Regions from separate parts of the Mus musculus genome. Here region 1 is linked to region 2. A link is a contact called in public promoter capture Hi-C data. All regions are on one chromosome and are shown on one strand. The core of a region is the stretch at or near the end of the contact, and the rest is flanking DNA. Distances in the headings are between cores, read along the strand shown.

What was found. Capture Hi-C pulls out chosen DNA fragments and counts their contacts.
Region 1: a promoter capture Hi-C map of liver shows a contact between it and region 2. The contact joins the promoter of Mettl27 here to the promoter of Fzd9 in region 2. A contact is called at or near these places in 1 of 484 Hi-C or Micro-C datasets (embryonic stem cells), 2 of 115 datasets of contacts at active chromatin or transcription factors (embryonic stem cells and memory CD8 T cells) and 1 of 9 other capture datasets (liver).

What each region holds. Positions count from the first base shown.
Region 1 is chr5:134,929,884-134,937,072 of GRCm38.p6, forward strand. It overlaps Mettl27 (methyltransferase like 27), which reads left to right and starts at 2,490. Exons shown (of 6, transcript NM_024479.2): 1 at 2,490-2,527; 2 at 2,739-2,964; 3 at 3,590-3,718; 4 at 4,406-4,541; 5 at 5,896-5,988. The coding sequence starts at 2,842. 9030607J07Rik (a long non-coding RNA gene) reads right to left here and starts at 2,788. Exons shown (of 3, transcript XR_868588.3): 1 at 2,697-2,788; 2 at 2,343-2,505; 3 at 1-1,747.
Region 2 is chr5:135,249,068-135,256,208 of GRCm38.p6, forward strand. It overlaps Fzd9 (frizzled class receptor 9), which reads right to left and starts at 1,980. Exons shown (of 1, transcript NM_010246.1): 1 at 1-1,980. The coding sequence starts at 1,962. The coding sequence ends at 184.

The DNA of each region.
Region 1 (7,189 bases), core at 1,240-3,739, 320 kb before region 2:
GATGATTTGATGCAAACATCACAGAAACCTCAAATTTAGCATGTCCTCCTCCAACCAACCCTGCCTCACTCCTTGGTTTCCTGTGTAGAATGACCTCATCTGCAGCATCCTGAGTTTGAGCAGAAGGCCAGGGACAGGGAATGGCCCTGAGCTCCTGACTCTGCATCCCAGGTCTGTCAAGTGCACCACAGCACCCAGAGCTGTGTCTCCATGGGATACATACACAGCCAACAGAGCTGTAGCCCCAGGCTTGGTTTCTGGTTGAAACTGTCCCATCCAGGAAGGGAGCCACCACCCAGGATAGCTATGTAAATTATGAATACAGCTGGGCAGAATGGCTCACGCCTTTAGTCCCAGCATTTGGGAGACGGAGGCATGAGGATCTATGTGAGTTTGAGGCCAGCCTGGTCTATATAGTGAGTCCTAGGACAGCCAGAGCTACATAGTGAAATCCTATCTCAAAAACATAATTCACATATTAATTACTAATTAATCAATTAAAAATTATGAATACAGGGCTGAAGAGATAGACCAGTGGTTAAGAGCACTGACTGCTCTTCCTGAGGTCCTGAGTTCAGTTCCCAGCAACCACATGGTGGCTCACAACCATCTGTAATGAAATCCAATGCCCTCTTCTGATGTGTCTGAAGACAGCTACAGTGTACTCACATAAAAGAAATGAATAAATCTTTAAATAAATAAATAAATGATTATTATGAATGCAAGTAAAAGTTAAATTTTTTTCTCATGCATTAACCAATTTGGCATTCTCATTATCCATTCGTGGCTATATCTAACCTCTGATGAACAGTGAAGATTATAAAATCCTTCCTAAAAAAATGCTTTTAACTTAATTAAAATAAAATACTTCCAAGGACTGGGGATATAGCTCAGTTGAGAGAGTGTTTTTGTCTAGCATACACTCGATCCTGAGTTCAATGCCCAGAACCACATAAATCAGGCATGGTGGTACACACCTGGAATCTCAACCCTTGGGATGTAGAGGCAGGAGGATGAGAGGTTGAGGGACATCCTCGGCTACATAGAAAGTTGAAAACCGACTTGAGCTATGTGGAAATGCCGTTTTGTTTCATTCCACTTAGATCCTAAGGAGAAATGAAGATTAAATTCCCAGGTTCTAGGGGAGCCAAGGACTTCCCAGATGGCTAGCCAACTTCCTCCTCCTTCTTCTTCCTCTTCTTCTTCCTCTTCTTCTTCTTCTTATTATTATTGGGTTTTTTTTTTTGAGACAGGGTTTCTCTGAGTTCCAGGCTGTCCTGGAACTCACTTTGTAGACCAGGCTGGCCTCGAACTCAGAAATCTGCCTGCCTCTGTCTCCCAAGTGCTGGGATTAAAGGCGTGCGCCACCACCGCCCGGCTTTTTTTTTTTTTGTTCCCCAAAACATAATGATTGTTTCTAATTATGAACGAATAAATGATTCTGAGTTGTGACTGCATATAGGGGCAGATATTTGTGGCTTTCGAGCTTAAAACCTCTGTACCATTCCGGCTCTGAGGGGAAGTCCAACTTCCAGGTCTGTTCTTCGGTCCTGATCGATCAGCAGCGGTCTGAGCACAATAAAGTTTTACCAGCTGTTTAACTACTAAGATGAACATTGGAAGACGCAGTCTGCTCCCAAGTCGGTGCTGTTGTCCCTGTCTGGTCAGTTTCTGCGCCTGACTCAAACAAAGTTCTTGCTTTGCGTGGACTCTTGTGTCTGCATGGGTTGTTTTGGATTTTCAGACCCTAAGAAACCATACAAATACTAAAAAACGGGGATCAGTGAGATGGCTGAGCAGATCAAAGCACTTGCTGCCAAGCTTGAGAATCTGAGTCCCATGCCTGGAAGTCCCATGGTAGGAGGAGGAATCAAAAAATGGCTCTCTGGCTGCTACACACCATCTGCCCCCCCCCCCAAATAAATTGGTTTTTTTGTTGTTTTCGGGTTTGTTTGTTTTTTAAATACTGTACCCAGGAGCAATGGCACAACGCTTAAATCCCAGTTCCTGGGAGGCAGAGGTCCACCTGGTCTATATAAGGAGTTCCAAGTCACCCTGGGCTCCATAGCAAGACCTTAGAAAGAAAGAAAGAAAGAAAGAAAGAAAGAAAGAAAGAAAGAAAGAAAGAAAGAGAGGAAGGAAGAAGAAAGAAAGAAAGAAAGAAAGAAAGAAAGAAAGAAAGAAAGAAAGAAAGAAAGAGGGAGGGAGGGAGGGAGGGAGGGAGGGAGGGAGGGAGGAAGGAAGGAAGGAAGGAAAAAAGAGAGGGAGGAAGGGAGCGAGGGAGGAAGCGAGGCAGGGAGAGAAACTTTTTTATTTGTGAAAAAACAAAAACAAATCCTCACGTGAGTTTGAGATCTTCTCACGCAATACGCTCATTGGCTCAGGGAGGGTAGTCTGTCATTTCTTTCTCGGATTGGCTGTTTTATCTCACGGAAACCCAATCGTCGCGGTGCTGGAGGCGGGGCCAGGCTCTCAGACACGCCCCTCCACTTCCCTCGGGTCTGCCTGGAGAAGGGGGTTCCGCGCGGTGAGTTCTGAGCCTGTACCTTCTTGGAGACCCTTGTGGTGAGGAAGAACCCCACCCGCGCCCCCGATCCACCTCCGGGAATGATGGGCTGAGGCGTAGTCCTCCCTCCCTGCGCGGGAGTGCCCCCGCTCTATGAGCCCCTCCCCATACAAACAGCGCCTCGGCGTACAGGTCAGCTCCTGCCATCTCCCACTCAAGGTCTTGTTTGTAGCTTGGGACCGCGTTGGAGCACTGATAACCTCCTCCGCCGGGTGAGGGAGGACGGAAGACTGTGGAGGACCTCATCACTGGGTGGACTCTGCCCCCGCAGGAGAATGACTCAGGAGGAGGCTGGGCGGCTGCCCCAAGTACTGGCCCGGGTCGGAACCTCCCACGGTATCACCGACCTGGCCTGCAAGCTCCGCTTCTATGACGACTGGGCTCCGGAGTATGACCAGGTGAAAGCACGTGGGTCCTCGACTTTTGTGGCTCAGATTCTGTTTTTATAAGCAAAGCTAAAATAGTACCCATGCATCTCAGGGAAACTTGGAGCTGAAAAGAGACCTGGGAGATGTGCTCCTTAGAGACCTGCACCCACCCCACCCCCACCCACCCCGGCTGACCTGTAAGCAACCCCTAATTAATCCTGCAACAAACACGAGGAGAGAGCCTGCAGGAGGCGCTATTGAGACATCATTCGGTATAGACAGACCAGCTAAGAGCTGCCACAGCCAGTAGCCAGCCAGCTTGATCCCCACTAGTGTGGGGTCCCTTGACAGTAAGACACCTCAAAGCCGGGAGTGGTGGCGCATGCCTTTAATCCTAGCACTCGGAAGGCAGAGGCAGGCGGATTTCTGAGTTCGAGGCCAGCCTGGTATACAAAGTGAGTTCCAGGACAGCCAGGGCTATACAGAGAAACCCTGTCTCGAAAAAAAAGTAAGACACCTCAAGCTCGGGTCTTCTGTTACTGGGGTCCTAGGAGGATCTGAACTCTAAAACACACAAGCTCAAACTGGCAGAACTTGGGCACCCCACAAGGTGAGTCGTCTAAACACTATGTTGGGCTAAGTGCTATCTCCTCAGGATGTGGCTGCTTTGAAGTACCGAGCCCCACGCCTTGCTGTGGATTGTCTCAGTCGAGCCTTTCGGGGCTCACCCCATGATGCCCTGATCCTCGATGTGGCCTGTGGCACTGGCCTGGTAGCTGTGGAGGTAAGATCTGATACACCACCCTGCCTTCCCTTCAGCACCCAGGACCTCCTACATGCTACTGCTCAATTAGTCCTGAGACCCTGCCTAGTAAATTCTAGGCAGGAGCTCTACCACAGAGCCATGTTCCCAGCCCCTCCCTGGGGGATTCTAGGCAGGGGCTCTACCACAGAGCCACGCCCCCAGCCCCTCCCTGGGGGATTCTAGACAGGTGCTCTACATCTGAGCCACGCCCCCAGCCCCTCCCTGGGGGATTCTAGGCAGGAGCTCTACCACAGAGCCACACCCCCAGGCCCTCACTGAGGGATTCTAGGCAGGAGCTCTACCACTGAGCCACGCCCCCAGCCTCTTGCTGGGGGGATTATTGGTAAATCCTCTACCACTGAGCCACACCCTGAGCCCTTTAGTTTGCTTTTTATTTAGAGATGACACGGTCTCAAGGCTGGCCTTGAACTCACTCTATAACGCAGGCAAGCTTTGACCTGGGGATTCTTCCACCTCAGCCTCCAGAGGAGCTAAGAAGACAGGCCTAAGCCTCCACACCTAGCTCCCATCTGCTCCAATTCCCTCCCAGTTCTTGACCAAGAGCTCATCCTCTACCTCAAGCTCATTGATCCCAAGATCCAAGGAAGGGTCCAGTTGAGCTGAGGCAGGGGGATTACCCATGACTGATGCCACCTTCTCTCCCAGCTGCAGGCTCGGGGCTTCCTCCAGGTGCAGGGCGTGGATGGAAGCCCAGAAATGCTGAAGCAGGCGCGGGCACGTGGCCTGTACCACCACCTTAGCCTCTGTACCCTGGGCCAGGAGCCACTGCCCGACCCTGAAGGTACTTTCTGTCCCACTCCACCCTCACCCACCTTCCCAAGAATAGCATCCTCTGTTGTCCAGCCACCATCTTCACTCTGGAGTCCTGTGTGAGCTCTCGTCTCCATCTAGAGTCTGATGTCACCTCATCTCATGCACAGTGTTGGGCTTCTACTACATCCCAGTGTATAGGACATCTTTGTTTGTTTTTTGAGACAGGGTTTCTCTGTGTAGCCCTGGCTGTCCTGGAACTCACTCTGTAGACCAGGCTGGCCTCAAACTCAGAGATCCACCTGCCTCTGCCTCCCAAGTGCTGGGATTAAACGCATGTGCCACACACACACCCACCCTCCCACACACACACACCTATGACATGTTCTATTAGTTCCTCTTCTTATTGCTGTGGCAAAGCACCACACAGAACATAATCATGAGGCTCCTCCCATCCCCAGGGAGCTACTGGCAGTTGCAGGGAGAGTCATTTTCTTCAGTGATGTAGCCACGGGTAATTTGCCTGTGCCCCAGTGCCACCCCGCTCCTCCTAGTTCATGCAGGAATCCCCAGTAATACTCAGTGGGTCACAAACAAAACAAGACCTGAAAGTAGCAAGAGGTGCCAGGAGATGGTGGTGCCTACCTTAGTCCCAGCCCTTGAGATGCAGAGGCAGGTGGATCTCTGAATTCAAGGCCATCCTGGACTACAGACACTACAGAGCTAGTTCTGGGATAGCCAGAGCTACACACACACACACACACACACACACACACACACACACAACTTGATCTTGAAAAAAAAAAAACAAAAATAAATAGGGAATTTAGCCAAAGCTAGAGGAGCATCCTGGGTGGAATGGGAAGTTCGAGGGACCACACCACATTATAGTCACACAGCATCTTAAGGGGGTGGAAAAATGGCTCCCTGGGGAAAAGCGCCTGCTATTCTTACAGAGGACCTAGGTTTGGATCCAGCACCCAGATCAGGTGATTCACAACCCCTTGTAACCCCAATCCCAGGGTAGGATGCCTCTGGCTTCTGTGAGCGCCTGCGTCCACCAAGAGACACACGTGCATACACTGGGCTGGGGAGGTGACCCAGGAGTTAAAATCTCCTCCTGCTCTTACAGAGAACTCAAGCTCTGATCTCAGCACCCATATCAGGCAACCTCAGGGGATCCAGTGCCCCCTTCTGGATTCTGACCTTAGTCTAGGATCCCAGCCCTGGGATGGTGCCATCCACCATTAGGGCAGGTCTTCCCTCCTAAATGACCTCAGTCTAGACACTCCCTTACAGACAAGCCCAGAGATTTGTCTCCCAGATCCTGTCAGGTTAACAAACAACAGTAACCATTACACATCTCCACCCTGCCCCACACGCAGGGACCTTTGACGCGGTGATCATTGTGGGTGCCCTCAGTGAGGGACAGGTGCCCTGCAGTGCCATACCTGAGCTCTTAAGAGTCACCAAGCCAGGTGAGTCACCACCCAGCCAACCCTTTCCCCTCTCCACATCACTCGGACTGAAGAAGGGTGGGGTGTTGCATAGGGGTGCCCACCCCAGACCGGTGCCCCAGTTCTCCATCTGTCACTTAAGTGCTCTGCCCTGGCTGGCCAGCTCACCTGCTTCTCATCTCCACCCTTCTACCCTTTGTCACCGCTCTTATAATCAAATGGCTTCGTCTCTAGGATCCTGTCCCCATCAGACTACGGTGACTGTTGGGTACAGTCATGACCGTGAGGCCTTTGCTTCAGCCCTGGTACCCGATAGAGGTCAGCTGAGCTCCATCTTTCAGTCTCCTAACTGATTTGGGGACTGCCCTTCCTTGAATATTTTTGATAGTTCTCTTTTCCTGGCATAGGTCCAGGTCTGTTCATTCAAGATGACAATGGGATCGGCTTGGATCAACTCCACACACTGAGGGGTGGAGCAGGCTAGGGCTTTCTTTTTCTATGGTGCTGAAGATGGAACTCAGCACCTCAGGCAGGTTCTATACCCTCAAATCATTCACTGGGCTATTCTAGGAAAAAGCTCTACTACTGAACCATGCTCACAGCCCCCACTGAGATTCTGCAGGTGTTCTACCACTGAGCCACGCCCCCAGCCCCTCACTGGGGGATTCTAGGCAGGGGCTCTACCACTGAGACACGCCCCCAGCCCCTCCCTGGGGGATTCTAGGCAGGTGCTCTACCACTGAGCCACGCCCCCAGCCCCTCACTGGGGGATTCTAGGCAGGGGCTCTACCACTGAGCCACGCCTCTAGCCCCCTCCCTGGGGGATTCTAGGCAGGAAAGACCAATACTCTCAGAATGAAGTTGCATTTTCAAATGTGGGCAGGGCAGTCACAGAAGATGGGGTAGGGAGTTGCCTGAGGGTCTACTAGGCCTAAGGACAGAATGAGGAAGCTGGGAGATAAAAATATTTCCTCTCCCTACCATACTCCTGGAGCTAAGCCTTGGCATGTCTGGGCAGGATTCTGTTTGAGAGAGGCCAACAGAAGCTAGGGCATCGATAGTGTCATCAGCAGTGCCACGGGTTGGGCTCAAAAGCACCGGAAATGCCCGTTGCATGAACCTAAACAGAACAGACTCTCCTGTTCCAGCCTGAGCCCCTCACCTTCCTCCCCCATCTGCCAGAAACCAGCCATACTGGATACCCTGCAGCTACTTGGACAAA
Region 2 (7,141 bases), core at 730-3,229:
CCACTCCCTGCATGAGACAGAAGGTCAAGGCCCTGAGCTTTACTGGGTCCCCACCCTAGTCCTCAGCCCCCTGTGTCTCACTTGTCTGACCTTGACAGCTGGGCAGCTGTTAGTCAGCTGTCTCTGAAGGGGGGAGGGGAGGGCAAGGAGGGAGCAACCATAACTCACAGCCTAGCCTATGTTCTAGAGGTGTGTGGGGTTCTCCAGAGAGGGGTCTGTCTTAGTCATGTGCAAGACCACCGTGGGGGCTTTGTAGTGGCAGTGGGTACCCCGGCCATAGCCCCCTGGGGTTCGGCAGGCCTTGGCCCGGGCTCGGCCAGCTGCCATTTTTCGGTAGCACAGGCTCTGCCAAGTCTGAAAAGTCTTGGAACTCCATACCCAGACTCCACTGGTGATGCCCACCACCAAGGACATGAAGATTTTGAGCATGAAGACAGCCACAGTGGGCACCGAGCCCCCTGGCAGCGAGCAGTCTCTCCGGCCTCCAGGCACGGTGGCAGCAGTACATGGTTGCTCTGTGGCCCGAAGCCGCCAGAAGTCCATGTTGAGGCGTTCATAAACGTAGCAGACAATGACGCAGGTGGCCGGCACTGTGTAAAGGATGGAAAAGACTCCGATTTTGACCATCAGCTTCTCCAGCTTCTCCGTATTGGTGCCTCCCGTCTTCATGATTTTGCGGATATGGAAGAGAGCCACAAAACCGGTCAGGAGGAAACTGGTACCCAGTACCAGGTAGCAAGATAGGGGTACCAACACAAAGCCAGTGAGGGCTGCCGGGTCCATGCTGGCTACATAGCAGAGCCCAGTCAGTTCATCGCCAGCCACCTTGCGCAGAGTCAGGACCACGATAGTTTTGAGTGCTGGCAGGCCCCACGCTGCCATGTGGAAGTAGCTGCCGTGAGCCTCGATGGCCTCGTGGCCCCATTTTTTGCCTGCAGCCAGGAACCAGGTTAGAGTCAAAACCACCCACCAAAGTGAGCTGGCCATCCCGAAATAATAGAGCAACAGGAAGACCAGGGTGCAGCCTGTGTTTTCCAGACCCTCCTGGATCACATACAGAGCCCCTGCCTCCTGGTCGCATGCCACACTCTGTGCACCTGCCACCGCTCTGATCAGGAAGGCCAAGGAGTAGACATTGTAGCACATAGAAAGGAAGATAATCGGGCGCTCTGGGTACTGGAACCGGTGAGGCTCCAGCAGGAAGGTGAACACGGTGAAGGCCGTGGAGAAGAAACACAACGCGGACCACACAGCCATCCAAACCAGCGCGAAGTCCTTATCGCGCCGAGACCAGAACACCTCGACGCCTGGCCCGCAGCGCGGAGCGCACGAGCGACTCTTCTCCACGTACTGGAACTTCTCGGGGTTGTCGCAGGTGCCACCGCTGCCGGGACCTGGGGCTGAATCTCCCGGTGGCCTCGCGGGCCGAGGTGCCACAGGGAGCATGCCCAGGCCCTTGTGGGGTTCTGTGGGGCCTGCTGTAGCGTTCTCGGGTGCCTCCATACAGAGTGCGTGCGGGTCGTTGCGCGTGGGGAGCCGGGCACAGTCGAGTGAGTCGGGCCAGCCGAAATTGAATTGCTCCATGATGGGGGCGCAGCGCAGGCGAGCCTGCTCGCACATGGGCCGGCAGGCTGGGATGGGAGTGGAGACCTGGTCGGTGCACATTGGGGCGTAGAGCGAGCAGAGGAAGAAGCGCAGGTGGCTGTGGCAGCCGTACTGCACGAGGGGCGAGAACTCGGCCAGCTGCGCCGCCGCCTCGCCCTGCGACGTGTGGCCCAGTAGGTTGGGCATGCGGGTCAGGTTGTAGCCAATGCCCCGGCACATGGGGATCTCCATCGCTTGGCACGGTGCGGGGCCACGGCCACGCTCCGGATCGAAGCGGCCGATCTCCAGCGCCGCGCCGCCCGTCGCCAGCAGCTGCCACAGCAGCAGCGCCCCGCGGAGCAGCGGTGGCACGGCCATCGCCCCGCGGCGCGGCCGCTCGGGCTCACTCGCACCGCTCCATCCCGCGTCCCGGGATCTGCGCGCCACGTCGCGGCTCCCGCGCCATCTCTCGGCCGCCCACGTGTGTCCCGGAGCGCGTGGCGCCTTCGGAGGAACAACCGCTACCACCGCCGTCGCCGCCGCCGCCGATGCCGCCGCCACTCCAGCCAGAGCCGGCGTGGTCTCCGCCGCCAGCCGCCGCGGCTCGGCACCCCGAGGGCGTGGTCAGTAGGAGGACACGCCCAGGGGCGGGGCAGTCCCTCAGGGCACGCCCCCGTCGCGCTTTAAAGGTGCCGCGCCTCTCTGCCACGCTGGAGGCGTGTGGGCAACGTTGTGGGTCAGCTTTTCTTCTCTTCTGCTCATTTCTTTCCCTTCCTTTGCAGACTCGACAGTCCGCGGGAACGCACCTCCCAATGTACTCCCTCGCATCAAGTGCGCCCTTTTCTTCCCAGGTGGGAGGGGACCATCCCAAGCTCTCCAAGCTCCAGGCTAGGGAGTTGCTTGTTCCCCCTCTCCTCTCTTCTTCCCTTAAGGGTGTTTTTGTTGATCCTGTTGTTTTTGAGACAGGGTCTCATATAACCCAGGCTGGCCTCAAGCTCACCTTGAATTCCTGATCCTCCTGCCTCATAAGGGCTGCCACCACATGAGGTTGTTTTTTGTTTTTTTGTTTTTTTGGTTTTTTTTTTATTAATTTATTATATGTAAGTACACTCACTGTAGCTGTCTTCAGACATTCCTGAAGAAGGCATCAGATCTTATTATGGATGGTTGTGAGCCACCATGTGGTTGCTGGGATTTGAACTCAGGACCTTTGGAAGAGCAGTCAGTGCTCTTACCCGCTGAGCCATCTTGCCAGCCCCCCACATGAGTTTTTTCTGCTGTTCATTCTAGGGATGGAACCCAGGCTAGACAAGCCACGTGCCCAGCCCAAGCTGATTTTGTTTTGTTTTCATTATATTTATCACACACACACACATCCTGCCGTTTGTCTGTCTGTGTGTGCGTGTGTGTGCATGTGTGTGTGTGTGTGTGTGTGTGTGTGTGTGACACGCACGAAACTGCATGCAAGCAAGGACAACTTGGGGAGTCAGTACTCTTCTTCTATCACGGGATACCTGCCCCCTGACTCGGGTCATCATGACTGGGATGGGGTGACTACCTTTATACTGAGCCATCTCTCCGGCTCCTCCACTTGTCTGTTTTGTTGTTGCCTTGCTTTGCTTTAAATTTTTAAATTTTCTTATTAATGTGCTTTGCTTGTCTATCTGTATGTGCACCACGTGTGTGCCTGGTACCCTTGGAGGCCCTAAGAAGGCTTTGGAACTGGAGTTGTGAACCTCCATGTGGGTGCTGGGAATCGAACCTAGGTCCTCTGGAGGAGCAACCAGTGATCTCAATTCCTGATCCATTTCTCAAACTCCCCATTTGTTTGTTTTCCAGACTATTTCATGTTGTCCAAGCTGGCCTCACATTCCTTATGTATCAAAGGACTTCTCACCCTCCTACTTCCACCTCCCAAGTGCCTGAGCCAGGTATTTCACAGTGATGATTTCAGCCTCTACTGTGGCCCTACAGGAAAGCCGGAGTCTCTGGTACAAGTCTGAAGGGAAAGCTATACTACTCAGGCTCACACACCTCCTCGGTGTCAGGACTGGCAGGCACATTGTTTCCCTGCTAAAAGTTGCCTGTTACATGCGCGCACACGCGTACACACACACACACACACACACACACACACACACACACACACACACACACACACACACACACACACACACACACACACATACACGGCTTGGCCAATACCCTCCTGCTATATTTAGAGCCGGGATTCAGGAAGAAGCCAGGGCAGCGCTGATGGCCGCAGTGAGAAAATGGGGTGGTCATTTCCTAGTCTCTCGGCTCCCAGAAAGCTGCAGCTCGGCAGGGACAAAGAAAAACATATGTGTCACTGGCATGCACCCAGCCCCCCCCCCCCCGAAAAGACTGGAGAGAAGAGGCTTTGTGAAGATGCAGCCAGCCCTGCACGCCAAACTGAGCCCCTGCGAGTCCCCAGGTTGGGTCTTGCTTCGCGATCCTAAACTCGGGGCTGGGGAGACGGCTTAGGCAGATAGGTGCTTTTTGGGCAAACATGAGGTCGTGAGTTCGGATCCCCAGCACCCACAAACGAAGCCAGGTGGCGTGATACACACCTGTTGATCACACTCCTGGAGAGGAGACAAGAAGATCTCTGAGGGTTCTACCTCAACCCCCCCCCAACCCCCACCTTATGAACCTAGGTCCTCACTTCTCCATTCTTTAAGGTTTTTTTTTTTTTTTTTTTTTTCAAATACCCCAAGACCTTTCTCTTATTCCATCGATCATAGTAGACTCAGGGGCAGGCTCTGCTTTGGGTCCCCCAGTGTCCTTACCTATCCTATAAGCCTTCTGCTATCTTTCCCTTCCTTTTTGCAGAACACTAACAGCCACACCAGACACCCGGGTGAGGGAGCACTTATTTCTGATCTCAAGGCTTAGCCTTGCTTCCTGAGCATCTGTCCCAGTGGCTGGAGCTCTCTTTAAGGAAAGTTGTCCCTTTCCTCAAAGCCAGCTAGGAGGCAGAGACTAGCCAGGAGTTCTATTTTGTATGTCCCTGCCTCCCACTCCAGGATGCAAAAGAGTTGGGGGCCCCTAACTTTGGCAGCCATAGTGGGAAGGGCAACTCCAGGGGCCAGTGGGATGCAAGGCCTGCCTGTCACTATGGCAACAGCCAGCTCCTGGGAAGCCAGAGGTGTATGTGTGCCTACCCCTCAGTGCAGATGCTTCAGGGGGAGGGAAGAGAAGAGGCCCCTTGGGCTGCCTGCCCACCCACCCGGCTTTGTTACCCGATCCCCCTCTTTACAAAAGAGGAACAATACCTCAGGCACACACTGAAAGGGAGACGATGCGAAGGGGCAGAGACCGAAGGAGGTCACCATCACTGCCCCACCCCCACTGGGAGCCCCTCGAAGCTCCACCTCCTTGGAAGATGCCAGCCTTTCTAGGGGCCTTGGCTAGAGGCCAATTGTGGGAAGGGACAGCCTTCTGTCCTGAGTTCCCACCCTCACCAAGCCAACCTTCCCCCTAGGCCTCTCTTGCATTGTAAGCTCCCCTCATTCTTGGATAAACCGGAATCCTTCCCCCAGGCCCCACCTCGGCTCTGATTAGCCTGTCAGGATGCCCTACCGGGCACCCCACTGCAGAGTACAGCTAACTGCTCCAAAGCCTGATTTCCCTACAAAGCCTGGGGGCTTCAGGAGGAAGGCACCGTGCCATGCCCTACAAGGTTCTGGCTCCTGGCCTGGAGGAGGCGCCTATAAATGTCCGTTGTGTTAAAAGAACGTGTGAAAGAGAGGGACCATTACCAATGCTTAAAGAGGGCTGGGGGAGACAGCGCAGGGAGCGATACACTTGCCCGGGAAGTGTGAGGAGTTTGAGGAGCCGAGTTCAAGTCTCCAGACCCATTTGAAGCCAGGCATGGTAGCTGTAATCCCAAGGCTTCTACAGGGAAATGGGACGTAGAGACAGGAGAGAGCCCCTGTAAGCCGGCAGGCCAGCTACCCTGCTTTACAGATAACGGACAACAACAGAGCCCTGACTCAAACCCAAGGTTGTCCACTGACCTCTACATGCAATGCAACATACACACACACACACACACACACACACACACACACACACACCATACGCAAAAAAGGTGTAGCATGCACCTTTGATTCCAGCAGAGGTAAGCCCAGTCTACACAATAAACTTGTCTAAAAGAAATGCTAAAAGTATTTTAAAATCTGTTATATGTATTTATTCGGGGGAGGGGCCATATACCTGCTACAGTGTGTAGGCTACAATGCACATGTAAAGGTTAAAGGACAACCTCGGGGTTGGCTCTCTCCTCCACTATGTCACCTTTGGGACTAGAACTCAGGTCATCAAACTGGGCGGCACACACATTTACCCAGTGAGCCATCTTGCCAGCCCTAAAAAAGCATCTTTTTTTTAATTATTAAAATTTTTAAATTTTTATATGTTTGTATTTGTATAGGGAGGGGTATGTGCACATGAGATCTGGGGACCTCAGAGGCCAGAAAAAGATGTCAGACACCCAGGAGCTGGAGTTATAGGTGGCTGTGAGGTGTTTGACATGGGTGCTGGGAAGCAAACTCGGGTGCTCTGAGAGAGCAGTGCATACTCTTAGCTGCTGAGCCATCTTCAGCCCCAAAAAGCTTTTCTTTTCGCTTTTTTCTTTTCTTTTCTTTTCTTTTCTCTTCTCTTCTCTTCTCTTCTCTTCTCTTCTCTTCTCTTCTCTTCTCTTCTTTTCTTTTTCCTTCTCCTCTTCCTCCTCCTCCTTCTCCTCCTTCTCTTTCTTCTTTAGTTTATCAAGATGGGGGTTTCCTTGTGTAGTCCTGGCTGTTTCTGGAACTGGCTGTGTAGACTAGTCTGGCTTCAAACTCTCAGAGATCCACCTGCCTCTGCCCCCTGAGTGCTGGGATTAAAGGCGTGCACCACCATGCTCTGAAAGAAGCATTTTCTTAAAATCTAGGCACTCTGAGCACGCAGGCACACGCCAGCACTCTGAGGCAGAAGAAGGCAAATCAATGTATGTTGAAACCAGCCTGGTCTACATAGTGAATTCCGGAAGAGCCAGGGCTACACAGTAAGACCCCATCTCAAAATAAAATAGAAGCCAGTCATGGTGGCACATACTTGTAATCCCAGCATTTGGGGGAGCAGAGGAATTGTCATGAGTTCAAGGTCAGCCTAGGTTACACAGTTAATGAGAGGCCAAATCCAAAGCCAGGTATGGTGGCGGAAGCCTGTCATTAACATCTTCTGGACTGGACGCCAGAGGATTGGGAGATGCAGAGGTGCCATCAGCTTACTTTTTCTTTTTCGTTTTCTTTTCTTTCCTTCTCCGCTCCCCCCATGCTGGCCTCCCTCTCCTCGTAAACCATATGGAGGGACATTATTGGTATTATACCTTAAATGGCAATTTTTTTTTAAGGTTTTGGGTTTTGGTTGTTTTTGAAACAGGGTGTCTTAGTTTGGACTTTATTGCTGTGAAGAGACACCATGACCAATTCAACTCTTATAAAGGACAACATTTAATTGGGGCTGGCTTACAGTTTCAGTCCAGTATCATCAT